Regions from separate parts of the Mus musculus genome. Here regions 1 and 3 are each linked to region 2. A link is a contact called in public HiChIP or PLAC-seq and promoter capture Hi-C data. All regions are on one chromosome and are shown on one strand. Each heading gives the region's core, a stretch centred on a gene start, on an enhancer-like site or on the middle of the called end of the contact. The rest is flanking DNA. Distances are from core to core; before and after follow the strand shown. Region 1 holds the start of Pld2 (phospholipase D2). Region 2 holds the start of Slc2a4 (solute carrier family 2 (facilitated glucose transporter), member 4). Region 3 holds the start of Spag7 (sperm associated antigen 7).

Region 1 (2,789 bases), core at 270-2,769, 590 kb before region 2:
GAAGGAGCTGGAGACGGGGCCTTGGAGGAAGAAAGGCTAGCAGAAGAAAGAAAGAAAGAAGAAAGGCAGAAGAAAGAAAGGGTCTCTGTCCTGGGAATGGAGACAACTGGGAGGAGGGGGTTGCTAAGGACAATTCTGGGCATCCAGCCTGGCTAAAATATTGGCACAGTACTATGGAGGAGATCCAAGCAGGGAAAGTTTCCTGGGAACCAGGGACAAGGGAGGGGGCACGGCACAGAGCTGAGGAAGGAAAATGCCCAGGGGATAAGAGTCAGACAGACAGGAGTGAGTGAGGCTGCCATGGGGTGAGAAGTACCTGCCTTTCACGGGAAGCAACCGAGTTCTACTCACCGAGCCAAAGGGAGCAGACTCATCAAGACTTTGTGTCTCTGGAGGTCCCGATGCAGCTCCTGAAAGTGTCGGAACTTCTTCTTGGTTGTCCAGGTAAAGTCACCATGCGTCAAGCGAACAGAATATAGAGTACAGGTTCCCACCTGGGGATATGAAAATCTAAAATATGTCTTCTGGCCCAACCCAGGCCTCCACTTGGGCCAGGACTCCCTCTCTCGCCTTCCCTGGTATCCGCTGGTGACTGACCTTGGATCCGCTGGTGTATCTTTCGGTGCCCACCACCTGGGCTATAACAGGGACCCCAGGGGCGAACACCAAGGGGTGTGCTTTCAGAGGCTGAAGGTCATAGATGGCCAGATAGGGATGCATTCGATCAGCTGGGAGGGGAAAAAAGCAAAACAAAAACAAAACAACCCAAGGGTGTAAAGATCTCAGGAGGCCTCAGATCCCTATCTCCCCTCTCTGGGAGCCATCTCCCTCTATACCTGGATCCTCTCCTTCCCTCAGAGTGTCAACCTCATCTGGCTCCATGTGCAACTGGCTGGAGTTCAGATAGTCCCCATAGGGAAAGAGGTTCTTCTGGGTTACAGTCATCCTAGGAATATGAGGAAGCCTCAGGAAGGGACTCGCCCTACAGAAACACCCCTTCCCCATCCAACGCCCCCGGTCGGTCCTCTCCCGTCTTACTCAGTGACTCTCAACGTCTAGGGTTGTAGACCGACGCCCCTCTAACACCCACCCCTGCAACCTCCATTCCCTCCCCCAGCCTTCAACCAGAGCCTCTCAGCCCCGCTTCTCATTCCAAATTCAGGTCCAAAAAAGCACCTAGCTAAGGTGGGATGGCCTCGAACTGGGGCGAGGTTAAGTCCAAGGGAGGAGCCCTGGTGACAGCGAGGCTCGAAGTCAGGTCAGACTGGCTGGAAGCAAGGGTCCGGGCGGGAATGAGGAAGTTGCGCGCTCCCCGCCCAGGAGAGAGATCCCGAAATCTGGACGAGCGGCTGAGTCAGAAGGCCGTTGCAGCTCCAGCCCGACAGCGTCCCCGCCCGGTTCCCGGGGCTCCGGACCTCAGCCGCGCCACGTCCCGGGCCCCCGCACCCTGGATGCGGACCCCGGCGCCCGTGCGGGTTCGCAAGCAGGCAGAACTCAGCCAGGAGCCTACACCCCAGAGGGCCGGGGCGGGGCCGGGGTTCAGAGCCTGCCCTCGGGGGGCGGGAAGGCCCCCAGGGCTCACCTCCACGACTGTCGCGTCGACTGGGTCCCGCCCCCGCCGTCCTCTGCCCGCCCTGCGTTAGAGACGCCCGGGCCCGGGCCGCCCACTCCGGAGGCCGCCCACTCCCCAGGGCTGTCTTCTTCCTCCAGCTGCCCTCGGGGCACCTGCTGGCTATGTCCAGCACCCCCCAGTGTGCGATCCACGTAGTGCACATTCCTCTACTGCGCGCGCGCGCGCGCGCGGCCATTGGGTAGTCTGGTCCCCAGCACTGCCTGGAATCCGGGCAGAACGGCCTGGGTTGCGAGGACCTGCAGATGTCCCCTTGGTGGGCCCGGTACAGATAGCCTTTGTTGATGGAAGGTAATAAGAGCATAAAAAGCCGAGTGACTGCCAAGTTCGTTGCTGTATGAGAAATCGCATTCTTCATTCTTGAAACGCTCTTTTAACGCAGGAGTGATTAGCCCGACACTGAGCGACAATAACAGACCAATTTCGGAACCTGGAACCTAATCGCCTGTAAATTTCAGTCTGGAAAAAACTTTTTTTCCCCAGATCCTAAAGGCTGTCCTTTTTTTCCCTTCCAAATTTCCGCTGAATCATCATTTGAATTGTTTTAGGTTTTGTTCACTGGAAATGAACCTCCAATAAACATTTATGTGCCAGTCATTTTTGTGGACTTATTATTTTAATTCCTCTTCTGTAAACAACTAGAGTGGAACTACTGGGTCATATAAGTGTATGTTTAACTTACTGTTTGCTGTCGAGGTCTGGGCTTGGCAGTTTGTAGCTCAGCAGCACAGAGAATTGGAGAGAGTATTGTGAAGCTTGGGCATTGAGACCAGCTGAGGCTACACAGCAAAACACTGCTGAAAAAACAAACCCCGGGGCTGGAGAGATGGCTCTGTGCATGAGCTGAGGACCTGAGTCTGATTCCTAGCACCCACATGGCTGCTCACCAAGCAGTCCCCAGGGGATCTGATGTTCTCTTCTTGCCTCTGTGGCCACTGCACACACAAAACATTTATACACACAAAGCCAAAATAGAGAAAACAATTAAATACAAAAACTTTCCAAAATGGCTCTTCTATTTTATATTTCTAAAAACCAGTGTATGGTACTTCTGTTGTAGCTGCTCCATAGCACGGTGCACATTCAATTCCATAGATCCTTCCTGTTATCCATTAGAGTGGTCTGAAAGGTTTACCACTGCAGTCTTAATTGTACATCT
Region 2 (2,700 bases), core at 51-2,550:
AATGCTTTTATCTGCTGAGCCATCTTTCTTGCCCCTCCACCCTCCTCTTCAGGGAAGAGGAGAAGCAAGAAAAGCAGTCATGACAGGATAGTCCAGAATAAAGTGGTAGTGGTACGGATGAAGAAAACCAATGTGCAAGAGAAGTCAAAACACCAACATTGAGAAGACACCATGAAAGTGACTGGTTAGCTCCTTGGGAAAAGGAACTTGAAGGAGGTCCATACTTGTACGTGTTCGTCATATAAACGGTACCATTCTGGCGGCAGCTAGACTCAGGTCTGGCGTTCCATAGAGGGCTGGGTTGTAGGTTATTGAGCTCTCAGGGGAAGGGTTAATAGAAGAGAGCCACCCCAGAAGTTAGCTACCCTGGTGCAATCCACTAAGGTTCCTCGCTCTCCCTCTAGGTGGCGCCAGAAGCCTTGCACTTCTCTTGGGCCTTTTTCTGAATTGAGCTCTCTCTCCACATTCTTCGCCAGCTCTCTCCCTGGACGTGCTTAGGTCGTGCCCTCTCAGCTGTAGACCCAAAACAGTAGCTGACTCTGGAAAGCTTGTCGCCCACGCGGCCAGCACATGCCTGGAGGCTCAGGGACTTCAGGGAGGGTGGTGTGACTGGCGTGAGCACCTGTCCCTTGGGTCCCCTCCAAGAACCAGTGTAGAGACTATGTGGAGGGGATGGGCCAGTAGGCAGCGCGCCGCCCAGAGATGCGTGGAAAGAAAGGACGATCAGGCATGGTCTCCAGATACACTAGGAACGGAAGTTATTGGTCCCTTGGATCATCTCCTCGTGGGAAGCGTGTCGCGGACCCTTTAAGGCTCCATCTCCTTTGCCCTCCCCCGCCTGGGACAGGCTGGGACACCCGGGACCTGACATTTGGCGGAGCCTAACGTGGGAACTAAAAATAGCCACTCCGGGTTACTTCGGGGCATACACACATACACACACACACACACACACACACACGCGGGCTCTATGTCATCCTGCTGGAGTTACCCCGTACCCTGGCAAGTACATGTAGCCCATACCCTCCTCTTCGACCTTTCAGGGGGACCAGCTGCACTCAATTCTTTCAGAAATTTCGCAGTCCAAGATTTTGGATGGCGGGAAGAGCCTTTTGTTCCAAGGACCCTACTTTGAAAACTCAGAAGCAGGCGGGAACCTTAGGGGCGTGTCTCCCCAGCCAGCACTAGGGCTAGGGGTGGGGGCGTGGCCTTTTGGGGTGTGCGGGCTCCTGGCCAATGGGTGTTGTGAAGGGCGTGTCCTATGGCGGGGCGGGAGTGGGGAGGTGGCTTCAGCTCTCCGCATCTTTCCCCCTCAAGCGGGTCTCACTAGATCCCGGAGAGCCTTGGTGCTCTCCGGTTCCGTGGGTTGTGGCAGTGAGTCCCACCAGACCCGCCCTTTGCACACGGCTTCCGAACGCCGGGGTCTCGTGCCGGCCAGGCCCGGACCCTATACCCTATTCATTTTTTTCTTATTGCAGCGCCTGAGTCTTTTCTTCTTTTAAAACAAGATGCCGTCGGGTTTCCAGCAGATCGGCTCTGACGTAAGGTTCAGCATACCGGGGCGAATTGGGAAATCTGGTCCAGTTTTTCTTGGGCTGAGTTTGGGGTTGGGGTCAGCTAGGAGGCGGTTCTTGCGCAGGCGCAGGGGTTGGAGATGGGGGGCTGGCTATTTATATTCAGCCTAGACAACCCGTGACTGTCAAATTCCAATCCCGCCAAGAGACAGAGTGGGTCCGAGAGACTCTTTACGCGCCCAGGCTGAGAGACTGGATTCTCGGGAATCCAGAACTTGTCTCCTAGCCTACTGTGCACTGCATGGGGTGACACTCTGCCCACGACTCTATTTGGAATGGTAGATCCAGAGTCTCGCCTTCCCTTCCCGGAGCTGTTCAGATTTACGGTGTTTCTAGGACCCGAGCACTTCGGGGGCCCCACCCCCACTGCTGGCTGTCTTCCAGGAGGCTGAACTTTCTCTCGGCCTTGCGGTGGGTGGAGGGGCAGAGGGGAGTGTCAGCCCCCCCCCCCAGCTCAGGTTTCCTCTTGGAGACAGACTGTGCCGCCAGCAGTAGCCACCACTGCCACCGCCCCTCACACCACTCACTACCATCCCTCCTCTTCCCCTGGGCATGGCTCTCTCTCCCTGCTAAAATCCCCCCTCACATCCCCGAGTACTTGGTCCCAGTTTAGGAGCTGAGGGTTGGCTAGGCCTAGACCTAAAAGGCTACCCCAAAGCAATGACCCAGACGCCCTTTCTGGACTAGCCATTCTTGGGCCTGTTTACGGCCTACTGGAGCAAGCTGAGAGAACTTCCAGAAGGAAGAGACAAGGGCTAGAGGTGATGTTAAAACATTATTTATATTAGTTTATAAAACAGGCACTGTCTGGGATACTGTTATAGTTGATTTTGATTTTTCAAGTGTTTTCACAGACTGACAGGTAGCCGAGGGAGGCAATATCACCTGACAGAAGAGGAAATCCAGGTTCAGTTTAGAGTGGGGAAGTGACTTACCCAAGGTCACACAAGTCTTGAGTCTGTCTCAAGGTCACAGGGGAATTTTGAGGTCCAGATCCTCAAACTTTTGCCTGTGGTGTGGACACAGAGATCGGTTTTTTCCTACATGCCCAGGTTCCTGTGGCGTTCTGTTTACAGTGAGATCTTTGTACAATTCCTAATATGGCCCACTTTCTCTCATCCAGTAT
Region 3 (2,740 bases), core at 62-2,561, 720 kb before region 2:
ATAAGAAAATGACTCAGGCGGCCATCCTGATTCAGAGCAAGTTCCGAAGCTACTATGAACAGAAGCGGTTTCAGCAGAGCCGCCGAGCAGCGGTGCTTATCCAGCAGCACTACCGCTCCTACCGCCGCAGGCCGGGGCCTCCTCACCGGCCCTCAGGCCCCCTTCCTGCTCGAAACAAGTAGGGACCACCCCTTCCTGCCCCTATACAGCCCTCAGTTTACCTCTTTGTTAATGCCCACTACCTCTATCGGCCCTCCAGCCTTTCCCTACAATGGTCTTAAAGTGGGGACTCTTCTTTCCCACCAGGGGCACCTTTCTCACCAAGAAGCAAGACCAGGCAGCCCGGAAAATAATGAGGTTCCTGCGGCGCTGCCGACACAGGTTCTAACCCCATCCTTACCTCTCTGCCCTGACACCTTTTCTGATCCATCAGTCTCCTCTGACTTGGCTCTGTCTCTCCGCAGAATGAGGGAACTGAAGCAGAACCAGGAGCTGGAGGGGCTGCCCCAGCCAGGACTGGCCACCTGACCTCTCCAACGCCTTTCTTCAAAACCCTGGGAGCCCCTTCTGGCTGTCTAAACAAGGAGAGGGCTTTCGGGACTAGGGGAGCCCCCTGTCGGCAGCTCTTCACCCCTTCACCTTTTTGGGAGCCCTTCGTAGAACCCCCGCCCCCAGGCCTTACACGTTTCCTCCCTTCTGGTTGTGCCTCCTCTTTTGGTCTCCGGCTCCAGAAGACCCACGCCCCACATATCTGCATCTTCAGCTGTGACCTCCGGAGCCCTGCCTGCACCTTCTCCATATCCCCGTTCCTGCCTGCACCTGACTCGGACCTTCCTGACTTGCCTTATTTATTTGTTCGAGAGTCTCTGATGAATGTATCCGCCTCGGTCCCCACCGCTGCCTTCGCTGCGCGCGCCCTCGTGTTTCAGGGGTGACTGCCCCCACCTTGACTCCGCATGTTTGCGTCTGTTTCCTCCTTTCCTGGCCCTGTCTTCCCCATCACCCTGACTCTCTGGTCGCCCACGTAGGGGCCAAAGAGGAGGGGGTGTACATAGGATCGCGAGGCGGAGTCCCGCTCCCGTGGGGAGGGGTGTGTACATAACTGTAACATACAGAGTATAGTGAAGAATCTATTTAAGGCGCTGCGCGGCCGGGCGTCTGATTCCCTGGCGCGGCGGGAGCCCCCGGCTGGCTCCACGAGCACTTTCTACTTGTGCATGGGCTTGGTTTATACGAATTGCCATTAAACGTCTCTGCACCAGCTAGCCTCCGGCCTCTCTCTGCTGGGGGCGGGGTAGGAAGGTCGCCACGCAAGTCGCCGGCCTCATCTCGCTGCCTTAAGCGGGGCGGAGCAGCGCGGTTTTTCGCTTCCGACGTGTTTCCGGCCTTAAAGGCATTTCGTCCTTCCCTTTAAGACGCACCGCCCCCTCTCACTCATTCCCAAGATGGCGGACCTACTGGGCTCCATCCTGAGCTCCATGGAGAAACCACCCAGCCTCGGTGACCAGGAGAGTCGGCGCAAGGCCCGAGGTGAGGATCCCAGATTCACAACCGCGTATCTTCGCCCGATTCTTGGGACCACACTCTTCCCTCTTTGAATAATGCCACCTCCTACCCTAACAGACCCCCCACAGGCCACTTCTGAGACCCTCAGAGTCCCTAAAAGGCCTGTCGGCCCGCCCGCTGTCTTTTGCAAACAATGATTGGCTACCTCAGCCTGCCTTCTACCTCCAGTCTCTTCTTCCTATCCTCGCCTTTTACAGTCCTTGTTTGCGATTGGTCAACGGGCCTGCCTGTCTGCTGTTGGTGAGCTCTGATTAGTAGGATGCCTTTCTTCCGATTGGAGGATGTCGTATCCATCGCCTCGGTCCCGCGAATCTCCAGTTCTATTACGATTGAGTTTAGGGCACGCCCATCCACCCGTCTGTTCCCCTCTATTGGCTAGCTCAGCCAAAAGCTCTACCTTTAAAGTGTTACCTTTTCTGACCGACCTCAGCCTCAGCTCCTCCCATTGGTTGGCTGGATCCTCCTATCTTTATGCCCCTTCTTGAGTTGACCCAGTCCCTCATACCTTCCACCGCCCTTTCCTAACTATAGCCTTAAATTCCTGTGCTGCCCAACTAGATCGTGATGTTGATTGGAGAGATGAGAATGCCCCGCAGGCTCCGATTCGCCATCTCTCCTTCCCAGCCCCCGCGCTGAGTAGCTAACCAGAAAGCTCGCTGGGGTTTGGCAGCCAGGGTAGGGTGCGGCCCGAAGTGGCCTGCCCTGTATTGGCTTGGAGCGCATGTGAAGGACTTTATAGAAAGGATAGCCTTAGGTGCATCCAGCTCCCAACCACGTGAGCCTTGGTCGTGGATAAGTCTCCTACCCGCACCTACTACCCATCTGCTCAAAGGAGGCAAGACAGGATGCTTTCAGAATGTTCAAAGACTGTTAAATATCTGTACTCCCTTATTTACAAAACTTGTGAAGCCAAAGATGCTCATCAAGGAGATTATAGACCATGTCTGGGACGTTTATTAATGATCATACGGAATTTTAATAACCAATTAATATACATGTGTAGGAAAGATTAATTGGGAGTCCCAGGCTTGTCTGAAATGAGCCGAGCAACAAAGAATAGGTAACTCAGTAAAGGGAGTGCAGTCTGTTCGAAAGCTATGGGAAAGCAGAGCTTAATAGGAAACAGGAGTTAGAGTTACTTAATGTTCAGCTGAGTAATAGGTGTGCTCCCATC

What was found. Promoter capture Hi-C pulls out the DNA fragments that hold promoters and counts their contacts. HiChIP or PLAC-seq counts read pairs in DNA pulled down with a chosen protein or histone mark.
Region 1: a promoter capture Hi-C map of liver shows a contact between it and region 2, with 4 times the contacts expected there. The contact joins the promoter of Pld2 here to the promoter of Slc2a4 in region 2. A contact is called at or near these places in 2 of 39 promoter capture datasets (both in liver).
Region 3: an H3K27ac HiChIP or PLAC-seq map of embryonic stem cells shows a contact between it and region 2, with 2.3 times the contacts expected there. The contact joins the promoter of Spag7 here to the promoter of Slc2a4 in region 2. A contact is called at or near these places in 3 of 115 datasets of contacts at active chromatin or transcription factors (embryonic stem cells, epiblast stem cells and fetal liver).

What each region holds. Positions count from the first base shown.
Region 1 is chr11:70,539,002-70,541,790 of GRCm38.p6, reverse strand. Pld2 (phospholipase D2) reads right to left here and starts at 1,519. Exons shown (of 25, transcript NM_008876.3): 1 at 1,177-1,519; 2 at 837-946; 3 at 598-728; 4 at 352-494. The coding sequence starts at 945.
Region 2 is chr11:69,946,790-69,949,489 of GRCm38.p6, reverse strand. It overlaps Slc2a4 (solute carrier family 2 (facilitated glucose transporter), member 4), which reads left to right and starts at 1,300. Exons shown (of 11, transcript NM_009204.2): 1 at 1,300-1,541. The coding sequence starts at 1,509.
Region 3 is chr11:70,667,987-70,670,726 of GRCm38.p6, reverse strand. Spag7 (sperm associated antigen 7) reads left to right here and starts at 1,311. Exons shown (of 7, transcript NM_172561.3): 1 at 1,311-1,530. The coding sequence starts at 1,446. It overlaps Camta2 (calmodulin binding transcription activator 2), which reads left to right. Exons shown (of 23, transcript NM_001190376.1): 21 at 1-178; 22 at 307-381; 23 at 465-1,264. The coding sequence ends at 528.